2 separate regions of the Hordeum vulgare genome follow, and region 2 is linked to region 1. Evidence: chromatin contacts called from public Hi-C data. All regions are on one chromosome and are shown on one strand. Each heading gives the region's core, a stretch centred on a gene start, on an enhancer-like site or on the middle of the called end of the contact. The rest is flanking DNA. Distances are from core to core; before and after follow the strand shown.

What was found. Hi-C and Micro-C count contacts between places; a contact is called where the count stands out from the background.
Region 2: a contact with region 1 is called in a Hi-C map of leaf, with 6 times the contacts expected there. The contact joins the promoter of LOC123409083 here to the promoter of LOC123406966 in region 1. A contact is called at or near these places in 3 of 6 Hi-C or Micro-C datasets (leaf and seedling) and 1 of 1 datasets of contacts at active chromatin or transcription factors (embryo).

The regions. Positions count from the first base shown.
Region 1 is chr7H:203,699,387-203,706,048 of MorexV3_pseudomolecules_assembly, forward strand. It overlaps LOC123406966, which reads right to left and starts at 4,096. Exons shown (of 5, transcript XM_045099983.1): 1 at 3,844-4,096; 2 at 3,543-3,713; 3 at 3,178-3,258; 4 at 2,813-2,951; 5 at 2,490-2,695. The coding sequence starts at 4,044. The coding sequence ends at 2,622. It overlaps LOC123406965 (sulfite oxidase), which reads left to right. Exons shown (of 12, transcript XM_045099982.1): 8 at 299-409; 9 at 486-587; 10 at 1,296-1,343; 11 at 1,457-1,672; 12 at 1,766-2,089. The coding sequence ends at 1,894.
Region 2 is chr7H:204,159,361-204,166,022 of MorexV3_pseudomolecules_assembly, forward strand. It overlaps LOC123409083 (65-kDa microtubule-associated protein 8), which reads left to right and starts at 3,434. Exons shown (of 11, transcript XM_045102069.1): 1 at 3,434-3,698; 2 at 3,787-3,990; 3 at 4,079-4,324; 4 at 4,401-4,619; 5 at 4,991-5,146; 6 at 5,249-5,408; 7 at 5,514-5,665; 8 at 5,737-5,824; 9 at 5,900-5,973. The coding sequence starts at 3,615.

The DNA of each region.
Region 1 (6,662 bases), core at 2,846-5,345:
CATAATACGTATAAGTTTTTCTTAGAACATAATAGCATATTATGCATATATATGTGTTTACTTTCTTATGCAGAGTGTTTATGAAAACAACACCTGAAGCTTATTGTGCATTGGCTTTCATGTTGCACTTTATCTGTCTAGCACTGCTACACGAGATTGTGAATTATCAAATGTTTACTTGTCAGTTGTTCTTTGTTCAGATTTAGATGCAACCTTATTATCTGGCTAAATATTCTGCTGTTATGGCTCCTGTGTTGCAACGTTCCGTATTTCACCTGTCGTGATTTACCATTTATAGACTATCAATCGTGACCATGGATATCCACTCCGTGTTGTTGTACCTGGTGTTATAGGCGCACGCTCTGTAAAATGGCTTGACAGCATCAAAATAATCAAGGAAGAATGCCAGGTTTACTGAAATCTTAAGTGCAGTACCTCTTCAGTATAATATCTGGGAATAAACACTAATTGCTGTTCTCAACCAGGGTTTCTTTATGCAAAAAGATTACAAGATGTTCCCACCTACCGTAGATTGGGACAATATTAATTGGTCGACTAGAAGACCACAAATGGATTTCCCTGTGCAGGTATAATGTACTGGCAATTCTTCACTTATAAGTAATCGCAGTTGGTAAATTGTGTAGTTATACTCAGACCCCACTGCTCGATGTTACTCCCTCTGTTCACAAATATAAGGATATTTCAATATGGACTACATACGGACTAAAATGAGTGAACAAACACAATAAAACATGCCTATATTCAGAAAAAAATAGAACATCTTATATTTGTGAATGGAGGGAGCATTAAACATCTTTTTCTGTGTCAACTAGTACAATGGAATTAATACACCGCAGTTATGATTCTTTTTATACTGTGCCCTGTGCACAGAAAAGTTGACTTGTCTCATATCCATTTACTATGGACAAGAATGGCAGATACTGGTCTGGAGGCTGTTTGCATATTTCTTCCTTGTGATTATCTGCCATCTTAAAATGAATCCACCTTGGATGCAAGAATCTTCTAAATGGGTTCCAAATTTACGGAACAGAATGCCGTGTCCTGACTTAGATGTGGCCTTTTATGATTAGTGAATCTGGTATTCTGGTAGATGTTAATTTACCACGAGTTTGTTCTGTTTATGTGTTGGTTTATTTATTGCAGATGCACCTATGAATCATTGAAGCACTTAGTTCTCATAGAACCTTTTTTCTTTTTGCTTGTGTGTTGTTAATGAAGTCAAGTTAGGTTTTGAGGTATTTTATCTTAATTATTTTTTGGATTTGATCAAGCAGTCTGCTATTTGCACCCTGGAAGATGTGGATGTTATCAAGGAAGGAAAGGTTAGCATTACTTCCATGATTGAAAGGGATGTGTACGCTGAGGCTGCACCTTGTGTGGGTAGCATCAGTAGATTCTGATGAGTTGTACACCTTCGTTTGCATGCTCTATGCAGGCTAGAATTGCTGGTTATGCAGTCTCAGGTGGCGGCCGCGGCATTGAGAGAGTAGATATATCTGTTGATGGGGGTAAAACATGGGTTGAGGCTCATAGATATCAGAAAAGCAATGTGCCATACGTCTCTGATGGAGCTCAAAGCGACAAGTGGGCATGGGTTCTCTTCGAGGCTACATTGGACATACCACCAAATGCCGAGATATTAGCTAAGGCGGTAAGTTAAATGCATCGCTGGTGCATTACTGTTTCACTATTTTGTTGCTTACTAGATTAATAAGTCTGAAAAAATGCGCCTTGTGGACAACAGGTGGACTCGGCCGCAAACATCCAACCCGAAAAAGTGGAGGACATATGGAACCTGAGAGGAATCCTCAACACATCTTGGCATCGGATCAAAATACAAAATTCATCCTGCGTATCTAGATCCAAAATGTGAAGCAAGTATGTTGATGTGCCTAGAACAATCAGCACGCTGGTCCATGATATCTCCAAATAATAAGCTACTGCAGCTTAATTTCTGCGATTTCCATATAGACCATGTCATGGAACTGTGTTGATTTATACAAGTGTTATAAATAACTGCTTGTGTTGGTTGATCTGATATGAGGAAATTGTCGTGCCTCATGTGTTACGAATGTGTCTTTCAGCAAAGTACTTTAAGAGTGTCTCACCATTGAGGATGAACCACAATTTTTGGGCATGACAGCAGGCGTGTTAATTGCTTAGTGGTCCTATTTCTTCAATTGGGTTGTTTTACAGCATGCCCGCTATGCTTATTGCCTGTGTTGCCATCAACTCTGGGGATAATTCTTGTCTGATAAAGAACACAATAATTCCAGTCGTAAAGACGTGATCTGCCCCTCGTCTATGCAAAGGCTCATGCGTGCAGCTACAGTGGCACTGGAAGTACCAATGATTTAGTAAAAAAAATACCCCCTCCATCTCATAATATAAGAACATTTTTTATACTAGTGTAGTGTCAAAAAGGCTCTTATATTATGGGACAGAGGGGAAAAGATACTACCAGTGAATTTACATATGCTTACCTATAAATGCTAAAGCTCTCCCTGTAAGGACATTATTCGTCCTACACATGTGCCTCGCCATAAATGTTACACATCAACGATCTTACTATCATGTAAATAATGCTGATGAAAAATGCCCTAAAAAGAGGAAGCAGAATCATCCTTTCCTAAGTGCTTCTTGCTGCTTCTCCATGCCCCCTGTTGGTATTGCCCTGCAAAAGATGGTTAGAAACAATTGATATTACTCACTGCAAGTCTGCAAAAAACGTTGAATTGCGAAACGGAAAATATATCAGCCAACGCTCTACATTTGTGTAAAGAATCATTACTCACAGCGCTTGACACTTCGCCCCTGATTGGGTATATATCCTTGAGCATTTTGTCCAAAGAATCCTTAGCTAACGGGAGCTTCCATTCTTTCTCTCCTGATTCAGAAGAGAACTTTGCTGATGATGTACCACAGTGAGGCTGCACGGAAGATGATGTTCCATACTAATTACACCTTTCATCCAATATATCTTGATTGTACCCCCAAAACTACTGAAATGGTTCTCCTAATGGAGAGCATCACAGACCAATCAATGAACTCCTCTCACAAACAGAAGGATAATAAGCATCTTACAAATCAAGTAACTTCCAGCAAAATGGCAAGGCATTTATGCAAAAGCACATGATAGCAATTGTTTGAACTAACCTGTGTAGTAGCTGGTTGCTCTGACACGTCTTGATTTTCACTCAAATGGCCTTTTGTTATTTCCGAATTCGCCGCGGATGCCTACAAAATAACGCATCACACTAAACTGAAACCACAGAAGATTCAGACAATAACAATCAGATTTTGTGTTGACATTACTATACAGACATTAACAAAAGGATAAAGCTAAGAACATGCTAACTATTGACCAGTACTGAACAGCTTGAGGCTCTGATACTTGTGAAATTAAATGACTACAGAAACTTTCAGAACAACTTATGATAACTACAATTGGATTAATTGCGTAGTTTTCAGATTACATCATTTCAATGCAGCCCCTCGTCGCTGCTCCGCCCTATTATTACCTGTTCCTTCGAGGTGTCCTCTCGCCACTCGGGCTGAAACTTCTGCAGGAGCAAAGTGAGCAGCCTCTGCAGCTCGGGCGGCACCGCCTGGGGGAAAAGCTTCGGAATCTCCTCCTTCGCGATGTTGTCATGGACGCACCTGCGGGTCAGTATCCTGAGGCACACCAAGAGCTGCAACAGAGAGAAGTACAGGCGTTGAGCACAGGGCCAAGCTGCCTTTGCGTAAATGCCTCGCACCCGGCGCAAGCGGCGGCGCGGAAGGGGACGAGGGAGCAGAGATGAGAAGCGGGTAGGTACGCACGGGGTCGAGCTCGGAGTCGGAGGGGAGCTGGAGGATGTCGCGGACGATGGCGCGGTCGGCGGCATCGAGGCCGGTGCGGCGGGTGCGCCAAAGGGCCTGCAGGATGTACTCTACCGAGTCCTTGGAGCGCGCGCGGGCCAGCAGCGGGAGGTGCTCGTGCCCCCACAGCGCCGCCGCCGCCGATGACGTCCCGTGCTCCATCGCCGGCCGTGTTATGCCGCCGCGCGTGCCCCGCTATGGGCTATGGGCTATGGGCAGACAGAAGACAGGACTGCGTAGCAGCAGAGAAGGAATGTCGATTGCTAGCGGGCTGAAAGTAGTCCATGGACCTTAACTGAAGAGCTCGGAGATCACTAAGAAGGGCCATTTCGCGCACCAGGCCCATCCACTAGCAGAATGGCTGGTTCATCGAAATCACTAGAAATAACAAGTTTGTCTCAAAAAACTAAAAACTAAAAATAACTAGTACCCCTCTCCCTTTCTCAAAAGAAAAGAAAAAGGAAACTAGTACCCTCTCCCCTAAAAAATGCATAATCTATACCTACTAATAAAAGAAATAGCTATTCTTAATCCGGCATGCTGTTTTGCACAAACACCCTTAAGATTTTAGCCAATAAAGCCATGGTCCTGTTTTTAATTAAAAACGATTCCATGGCATTTTACATAAAGCCTTACAAAATTTAAAATAATGAACCAGCAATCCTAGACAAAAATAGATGTGAGAAGTGGGGTTGGAACTACATGTGGGCATGGGCAGCCCGACCCGACCCAACCCAGCCCGAAAATCCCGGACCAGGCCAGGCCTGATCGTGCCATCGGGTCGGGCTCGGGCCTGAAGAGTAAGCCCAAAGAGCAGACCGGGCCGGGCTCGGGCTTGCAAAATGTATTTTTTTAAGCCTAGATCGGGTCGGGCCTATGGGGCTTTACCGGGCTTTGCATGTTCGGGCCGGGTTCGGGCCCGATTTGTTAGGCCTGATGGCCGGGCCGGGCCGGGCTCGGGCATGAGTTTTCCCTTTCGGGCTTTTTTAAAGCCCGGCCTGGCCCGGACTATGCCCAGGTTTAGTTCGAACTAGCCACCATTCGATTCAATCCCTTGGGGCGACCAACTGCACTAGGTTGTGTGAGTGATAGTGCAAAAGATTTGCTCTATAAATAACATGACCTGTCAGCATCTTATAATTCCATGTTTATTATGAAGAGTTCAAATCTAGCTTAATTGGATACAAGAGTTCAAGTCCTACTTAGAGATGACAACAATTTGTCATGCAAATACATTTTAATCTTCACCTAATTCTAACACAATCTCAAGTCTTTGTTTCAATGATTAAGCAAAGTCACTTTGTACGTCATTTCGTGTAAGCTACTTTTCTTACAATTAAGCTGCTTGGAGGAAAAGCACGCAGACCGCGTTCATTCTGATTCATGCATGCATGTACATTAATAGACAAAATAAATGATGTCAACAAAAGATTCTTTTTATTTTAAAACTTCAAAATACTTTATAGCTTAAACCACCGCTCTGATTAAAAAAATATTTTCACATAAAAGATTCATCGTGACGAGGCCTTTTAAACTAGATCCCATGTTGGCATATTTCGATGACTTTTTTTCGGGCAAAAAGTTAACATGTGTGTGCTACACAAGTTATCATGTGAGTTGAGGTAAGTTATCATGTTGACTACACATAACTTGCGGGAGAATAAAAATGATTCCTCCATCATTCTTTTTTGCATGCACATGCACGCATGCCTAGAGGAGGAAAATTGATGGCCCGTGATGCATATATTACCGTGCTATTTGCATAGAAGTAATCGAGTATGTTTCAAAAACTTTTTATTCGGGTCTAAATTTACCGTGGTGTTTGTACCTAAGTTATCAGGTCTGCGATGTGTGAGTTGCCATGCTTTTCCCACAAAAGTTACCATGGGGCTTGGGGGTTATATTTCACCAAGAGCCTTCCCCCACCCATCACCATCGTCGCCGAAGTTACCAGAACTGGGGTACATAAGTTATCAGCTTTGCGATGTGTGAGTTATCATCATATTCACGCAAAAAGTTACCGATGTATATTTCACCAACAGCCCCCACTCCTCACCACCGTCGCCAAAGTTACCAGGATTGTGGTACATAAGTTATTAGGTCTGCGATGTGTGAGTTATCTTGCTATTCACACAAAAAGTTACCGGAGGTATATTTCATCAACCAACCCCACCTGATCACTAAATTTACCAAGACTGGGGTACATTAGTAATAGGTCTATGATGTGTGAGTTACCGTGCTATTCATATAAAAGTTACCGGGCGTATATTTCATCACCCCTCCCTCGTGAAAAGTACCAGGACTGAGGTGCATAAGTTATCAGGTCTCCGATATGTGAGTTACCATGTCATTCACACAAAATTTACCGAAGGATGCTTGATCACCACCCTCCACACACACCAAAGTTATCAAGACCAGGGTACGTAAATTATCAGGTCTCTGATGTGTGAGTTATCAGGGTGTTTATATGTAAGTTACCAGGTCCGTGCATTAATCACCATGTTATTCACACAACATTATTGAGAGATGTTTCAATAAAAAAAACCATGTCAAAATAAGCACGGTGCTTGTACGTGGGTTATCAAGTATGTTGTGCATGTATTATATGCTATGTACGTGGGTTATCAACAATATGTCTTGTTTCCAAGATTTCGTGGCGATGATTTTTCTTTTGTGATTTTTTTTAATTAGAGCGACGGTTTGAGCTACATATCAATTATGAATCTTCAAATTGAAAAAAATATAGAATGTCATCAGTTTTGTCCTCTAATGCATGCATG
Region 2 (6,662 bases), core at 2,184-4,683, 460 kb after region 1:
GGTGCTATGCTGCTGCGGAAGGGGATCCAGCAGAGGGTGCTCGGCCTCGGAGGATGCAGCGGCCAGCTGGAGATGTGGCACGGCTGGCGTAGCGCCCCCAATGCCGTCCCACCGGATTTTGCGGCCCAGCCGCCAGAATGTCATCGTGAGCGCGTCGAAGTCCCACACGATGGGCCCGAGGGTCCGGAGAAAGTCCACACCGAGGATGAAGTCGAAGCAGCCGAGGTCGATGCCTGCATAGGTAATGGAAAAGTGTTCGCCCCCGATGGTGATGGGAACGTTGCGGGCGAGTCCATGACACTGGAGGCGGTCACCGTTGGCCACCGTGATCCGAAGGCGCTCCCCGCCTGTTGTCGGAATAGCTAGACGACGCATGGTTGCCTCGGGCAGGAAGTTATGAGTGGAGCCCGTATCCAACAGGGCCACCAGCTGCTCGCCATGGAGCGTCACCGGCAGCAACATGGTCCGCTCAGCATGGATGCCGGCTAGGGCGTGGAGAGAGACGACGCATGCCGTCGCCGTAGAATATGCGGCCGTGTCCCCAGTTGCCGCCGGTGGCGGTGGTGCGTCGGTCGTCTCGTCCGCCTCGGTGTAGTCGACCGTCTCCAAGTAGAAGAGGCGGGGGCAGACATGTGTCGGCGTGTAGGGCTCATCGCAATTAAAGCAGAGACCCTGACGTCGACGCTCCTGCTGCTCGGCCGGGGACAACCGGCGGAAGGTCCGTGTGGCGGCCGGGGGTGCGGCCGCCGCGGCTGGCGGAGGCCGGCCCGGTGCTGGTAGGTTCGGCGCGGGTCGACTGAGCTGGCGGCCGCCCCGTCCGGGCGGTTGCTGCAGTGCCTGGGCCCGCTGCTCGAAGGCCCGGGCGTAGTACATGGCGGACTGAAGGTCGGGGGGTTCCCGGAGCTCAACATCCACGCGAATATGGTCCGGTAGACCACCCACAAAGAGCTCAGCGCGCTGAGTCGCGGATACGCCTGGCGCGTGGCACGCCAGGGCTTGGAATCGGTCGGCGTAGTCCTGGACCGTGGATGTAAACGGTAAGCGTCCGAGGGCTGTCAGTCGGCTGCCACGGATGGGGGGGCAAACCGGAGAAGGCAGAGCTCGCGAAATCGATCCCATGGTGGCATGCCGCCCTCGTCCTGCTCGAGGGCGTAGTACCAAGTCTGTGCAGCGCCACGGAGATGATAGGACGCGAGCCAGGTGCGATCCGACGCGAGCGTCCGCTGCCCCCGAAAGAACTGCTCGCACTGGTTGAGCCAGTTGAGGGGGTCTTCCGTGCCCTCGTAAGTGGTGAAGTTCAGCTTAGCGAACCGAGGGGGTGTCGGATCGCCGTGTCCGGTAGCTGCGGCTGTCGATGGCATCGTGTACGCCGGGTCGGGAAGCGCCGGAGCGTAGGGCGCCGAGCTGGAGGACCGCTCGAACGGCAGAGAGGGCGCCGGGTGTTCCGGTGCCGTGGTATAGACCGGGCCCGAAGATGATCCGGCTGCCCACGCGGGAAGCGGCGATGGCGATGGCGGAAACTGCACCTGGTGCAGGGGCCGACCGGTGGGTCGGGGCGCTGGTGGTGCTGCTGTCGATGGCGGCGGCGGCTGGTGGTGCTGGGCCGTAGCCGGCGCTGTGGTGGCCGGTAGAAACTGGTGGGGAGGCCCCCCCAGCGGCGCGGTGGTGGCCGGCCACACCAGCCATGGGGTGCCCGCGGCGGGGTAGTGCTGCAGCAGCAGCTGCGGCGGCGGCGGCGCCCCTCCGTAGGGCGGCTGGAAGGCCGGGGTGGCCCACGGCAGCGGCGGCGGCCCGTAGGCAGTGTGGGCGACGCTCGGCGGCGGGGGTTGGGTCCCAGCGAGGTAGAGGCTGATGCCTCGAACCGCTTGGACGAGCTCCCGCAGGGTGCCCGACATCGCCTCGGGCGAGAGGATGGGGAGCGGCTCCACCGTGGTGATGATCGGCGCTGGCGAGGGAGCGGTCCCGGACGTGATCGGCAGCGGCGGCGGGGCGGTGGTGGTGGTTTGCGGCGGCGGGGCGGTGGTGGTGGTTTGCGGCGACGGTGGTGGAGTGAGCGACATGATCAACCTGGAATCTCTGGATACCAAATTGGTAGGACTATGGTTCCTACCGGGCCTCCGGCGTAGATTGTATGGGCAAGGAGGAGGGGAGCGAGGGCTGGAGCGGGCGCGCCGGCGAGAGGGCGTTGCTATTGAACTTCGGTACCTATATTCCTGAAACAAGACAGACCTTCATGAAGACCTTATATTTTGGAATAAGATCGGACATTTCGTCGCGGCTAGGGTTGGGCACGGCGGTGGCTAGGGTTCCGGCTCCTTGGGGAGCCGGGCAACAGAAGATAATATCTTTATTGCTTGATCTCAATTGATGTCTTACAACTAGTATTTATAACTCGAGCCTAAGATAACTTTCCTAAAATAATTTGCCTAAGATAACTTGCGGGCCAAGCCTCTAATATTAACGCCCGGTGGGCCTCTACCGGCTATAGACCAAGCCGGTCATAACAGGTAGCCTACCCACCAACCGTCCTACACTACTCACGGCATTCCAGTGAGCCGACATCCTCACCTCAGTCACCTGATGTCCGGTTCGTCGCCCGAACTTTAGAATTTTAGCGCACCGCACTGGAGGAAATACCGGATAGAATTTCCGAACAATCTTTAGCACTATGAACCGAACCTGGTAGCCTACAAAGCTAGCCCGAGAGATGGGACGTCGTTATACACACCTCGCTGACTGCGAGTTCCACAAATGCGAGGTGACATGCCAACACCAAAAAGAAACAAAGGCACGGCATGACAACATATAGCACCACAGCTGCCGTTTCAGACTGAAATTCACGTGGAAAAATAAGTGGATGCCGGAAAATTCAGCGATCCACAAATAGAGCCGCAGGCCGTTAAGACGTTACAAGGGACAGAGAGAACCAGGCAGGCAGCCGGCCGGAGAAGATACCACGTGGCCGGAAATAGCAACTTACATGGGCAGGAAACCACAACGTTTACCTGCATATTAAGTTACTCGATTAATGGTGTGAGCAATTGGCCCATTACTTTCAGGTGTACCAGCCAGTAACCACCGGGTAACCCTTTCGTTCTCAAAGCAATCCGCATGTCCCAAAAAGCAGCACCCATTTGTGCGCTCGGCTTCTTCAGCTGCAAGCTCGGCGCCGACAGAGAGCCCGCTGGACTCAGTCCAATGAGGATGGATGCAGAGCACCATCACTGTGATTTGGAACACTCATCTTTTCGTTTCAATGCGACGCGTGAACGAAAGAAAAAAAAAAGGAAAGGTGCGAGTAGACAATACCTGCCGAGCTTGAAAATACGGAGGCCAGCGACCAAGAAAATATATAAAGAAGCAACAAAGCAACTAAAAGCCTTGTACCAAAAGCTTCAGGCTTTGGCTCATCTCATGGCGACACCTACCACAGGCGTGCTACTTGTCTTGCAAGCAAAACCAGCATCTAAAGCCACTCGCAGCGTCCATCCACTCACTACTTACACATCTCTCAGCCCTCTAATGCAGGCTCTAAGCAAGTAGGAGTAGCACGCCCATTTGGGTTGCTCCCGCGTTTTTTTTATTTTACCTCGAGATTGTCGGAAGTTCTTGCAATGGGGTCACTCAGGACGGCTGGAACAGCTCAGCGCCTGGCTCTGCCCGAGTCCTCATCTACCTACTTGCTTCAAGAACTAAAGGTGCACAAATTTCTCCTCCCCAATTTCTCTTGCACAAGAGATGATCATGTGGTGTTCTTATGCTTTGTCAAACTCCATATGGTGCCAGATGATATGGGACGAGGTTGGACAAGAAGAAAACGAGAGGGAAAGAATACTGGAAGAGTTGGAGCAGGAGTGCCAGGAAGTTTACAGGAGAAAAGTAAATAGTGCTAACATGTTGCGGATTCAACTGCATCAAGCATTGGCTGAATCTGAAGCAGAATTTACCAACCTACTTCTTTCCCTCGGAGAAAGATCATTCCCAGGCCGGGTATGACTCTCGACCCAAAGGCTTTACCACTGAATCACATTCACAAGGGGGGCGTTAAAGAAAACTAACCTGAATTTTCTTTCTGCAGCCTGAGAAAATGAACGGCACTCTAAAGGAGCAGCTGAATTCCATCACACCAGCCCTGCAAGAGATGCAAATGAAGAAAGAAGCCAGACTAAAACAGTTCACAGAGGTTCAGGCTGAAGTTGAGAGAATCGCCTCCGAAATAGCAGGGCGCTCAGAGAATGAAGTTGTCACAGTAAATGAAGATGATTTGTCGCTCAAGAAACTTGAGGAGCACCAAAGTGACCTGCAAAGACTTAAAAGAGAAAAGGTACATAAAACCGGAAAACTTGTGCTACAACCGTCCTGGTCATCTCACATACCAACCAGATTTTATTTTATTTCAGGGTGATCGCCTGTGCAAAGTTGAAGAGTATAAAGTTCTGATTTGCAATTTCTCAAAGATTATGGGGATGGATCCCTCAAACGTTCTTGCTAGTGTTCACCCCAGCTTGCTAATTGGAGCAAATGAACAACAGAAAAAGAACATCAGTGACGACATCCTTAACAAGCTCAATACTATGGTCCAGCAGCTTAAAGAAGAGAAGAACCACAGACTCGAAAAGGTTATGTCCTGCGTAATATCAATTTGCAACTAATATCTTGTCAAATACTCCCTCTGTTCCATATTAGTTGTCGCTCAAATGGATGTATCTAGTACGTCTAGATACATCCGTTTGAGCGACAACTAGTATATGGAACAGAAGGAGTATTAATTTGGAATGTAATTAATATATTGCCCTAATATTAGCGTGCATTGCACGTACACGATTACTAGTGATAGCAAAAGACACAAAACATAACTGCCAAAGCGTCAAAACATATCCCACACATATTATTGTAGCATTCCAATGTTAGTGATTTTCCTAGTTTCAAACATATCCCACACAACATAGAATTTTCAGAACTACCTACTGATGCAGGTGTTACTTTGCAGCTCCACAGCCTTGGAAAGGCATTGACAAACTTATGGAACATACTAGATATTACAATGGAAGAACGCCAGCCGTACGAGCAAATTAATATATTTTCATTGACTTCAGCAAATGGTATGCTAGGTCCTGGAAGTCTAAGACTAGAGAAAATTCAGCAGGTAAACCCCAGACAAAAACCACAACCGGTTTATGCTGCATTAATTTTACTAGCTGCGCCCTTCAGCCGATATGTATTTAATATTGCTATATTGAATGAATAGATTGAATCTGAAGTTCAGCGACTAGATCAGTTAAAAGCAAGCAAAATGAAAGAATTATTCATCAAGAAGAAAGCTGAGATTGAGGAAATCTGCAAGATATCCCACATGGATGTGCCTTACCAGACAGAAATGGACAACATAATGGAACTGATAATGTCAGGTGCGTTCCACCAGTCGTATTCCATTTCCTTCTCTTTAAGGGAACAAGTATACTATCCATTGCATCGAATAACATCTCCACTATGTCTAAAAAACATATGTACAGGAGACGTGGACCATGATAATCTACTTAAGACAATGGATGGATATATATACAAAACAAAAGAGGAGGCCACAAGCCGTAAAGAAATAATGGACAAAGTCGAAAAATGGATAACTTCATGTGATGAGGAGCGATGGCTAGAAGAATACAGCAGGGTGCAGTGCCTGCCTGATAACTTCACTCCAAGTAAAAGATTTCATCCAGCTAATTGTATTTCTCTCTACAGGATGAAAGAAGGTACTCGGTAAGCAGAGGAGCCCACAGGCACTTGAAACGCGCAGAACGTGCTAGAATTATAGCAAACAAAATTCCAGGTAAGCACAGAGCTGCTAAGTAAAACAATGAACGGAAAGTCCATAGAGAAGACATATTAACTAGAAAAGTTGCAGGCCTGGTAGAGCTTCTAATTGCAAAGACAGAGATCTGGGAACATGGGAGAAAGAAGATCTTCTACTACGACGAGGTGAGAGCTTATAACTTGGAATAAAAATAGAATTCCGCCCTCCATACTGTCCTCAGAATTTAGTGTTCTAGCAGAAGAAAAAGAATTTTGGAAATGAACAAGTCAATCTATAGGATCCAAACTGTTCTTACTGGAATTGGCCAGTTGGCCTAGTTCCCTACTGGATTTAGTTTGTCTTTGAATTGCAAGAAACATAAGCGTAAAGGGTCCGGTACTCTATAAATTGCTTAAACAAATAGATAAGGTTCGGAACCTAATCTTCTAAAATTATTTTAAAAGGAAATAACCTAATGAAGTTTCATCTTATACATATGCTCTTTGGGCTCTCTCAATATACAAGAGATCAAAGCTTGGTATCAAACCAAGACCTAGGCTTTGGTCTTAGCCACCGCCACTCGCCATCTTGAACTGTGTGGCCTCCTGGAGTGAATCTCCACTTCATGGGGGGCCACGACACCTCAACCTGATAGCATTACCTGTCATTTGTTATCACGTAGCAGTTGGCCATCATCCTGTGCTAGATCTGCAAGTTTCTCCACCATCTTGCTTTGGCCCAGGCGGAGCAGCCAAGACTTAGCCCTCTGCTGGTATGGGAGTTCCCAAATAAGAATTATGAACAAGCATATTGAAGTATCATTATCTTGTCTTGAAGGACATTTAGTCATGCAATCTCATTTAAATTACAACTT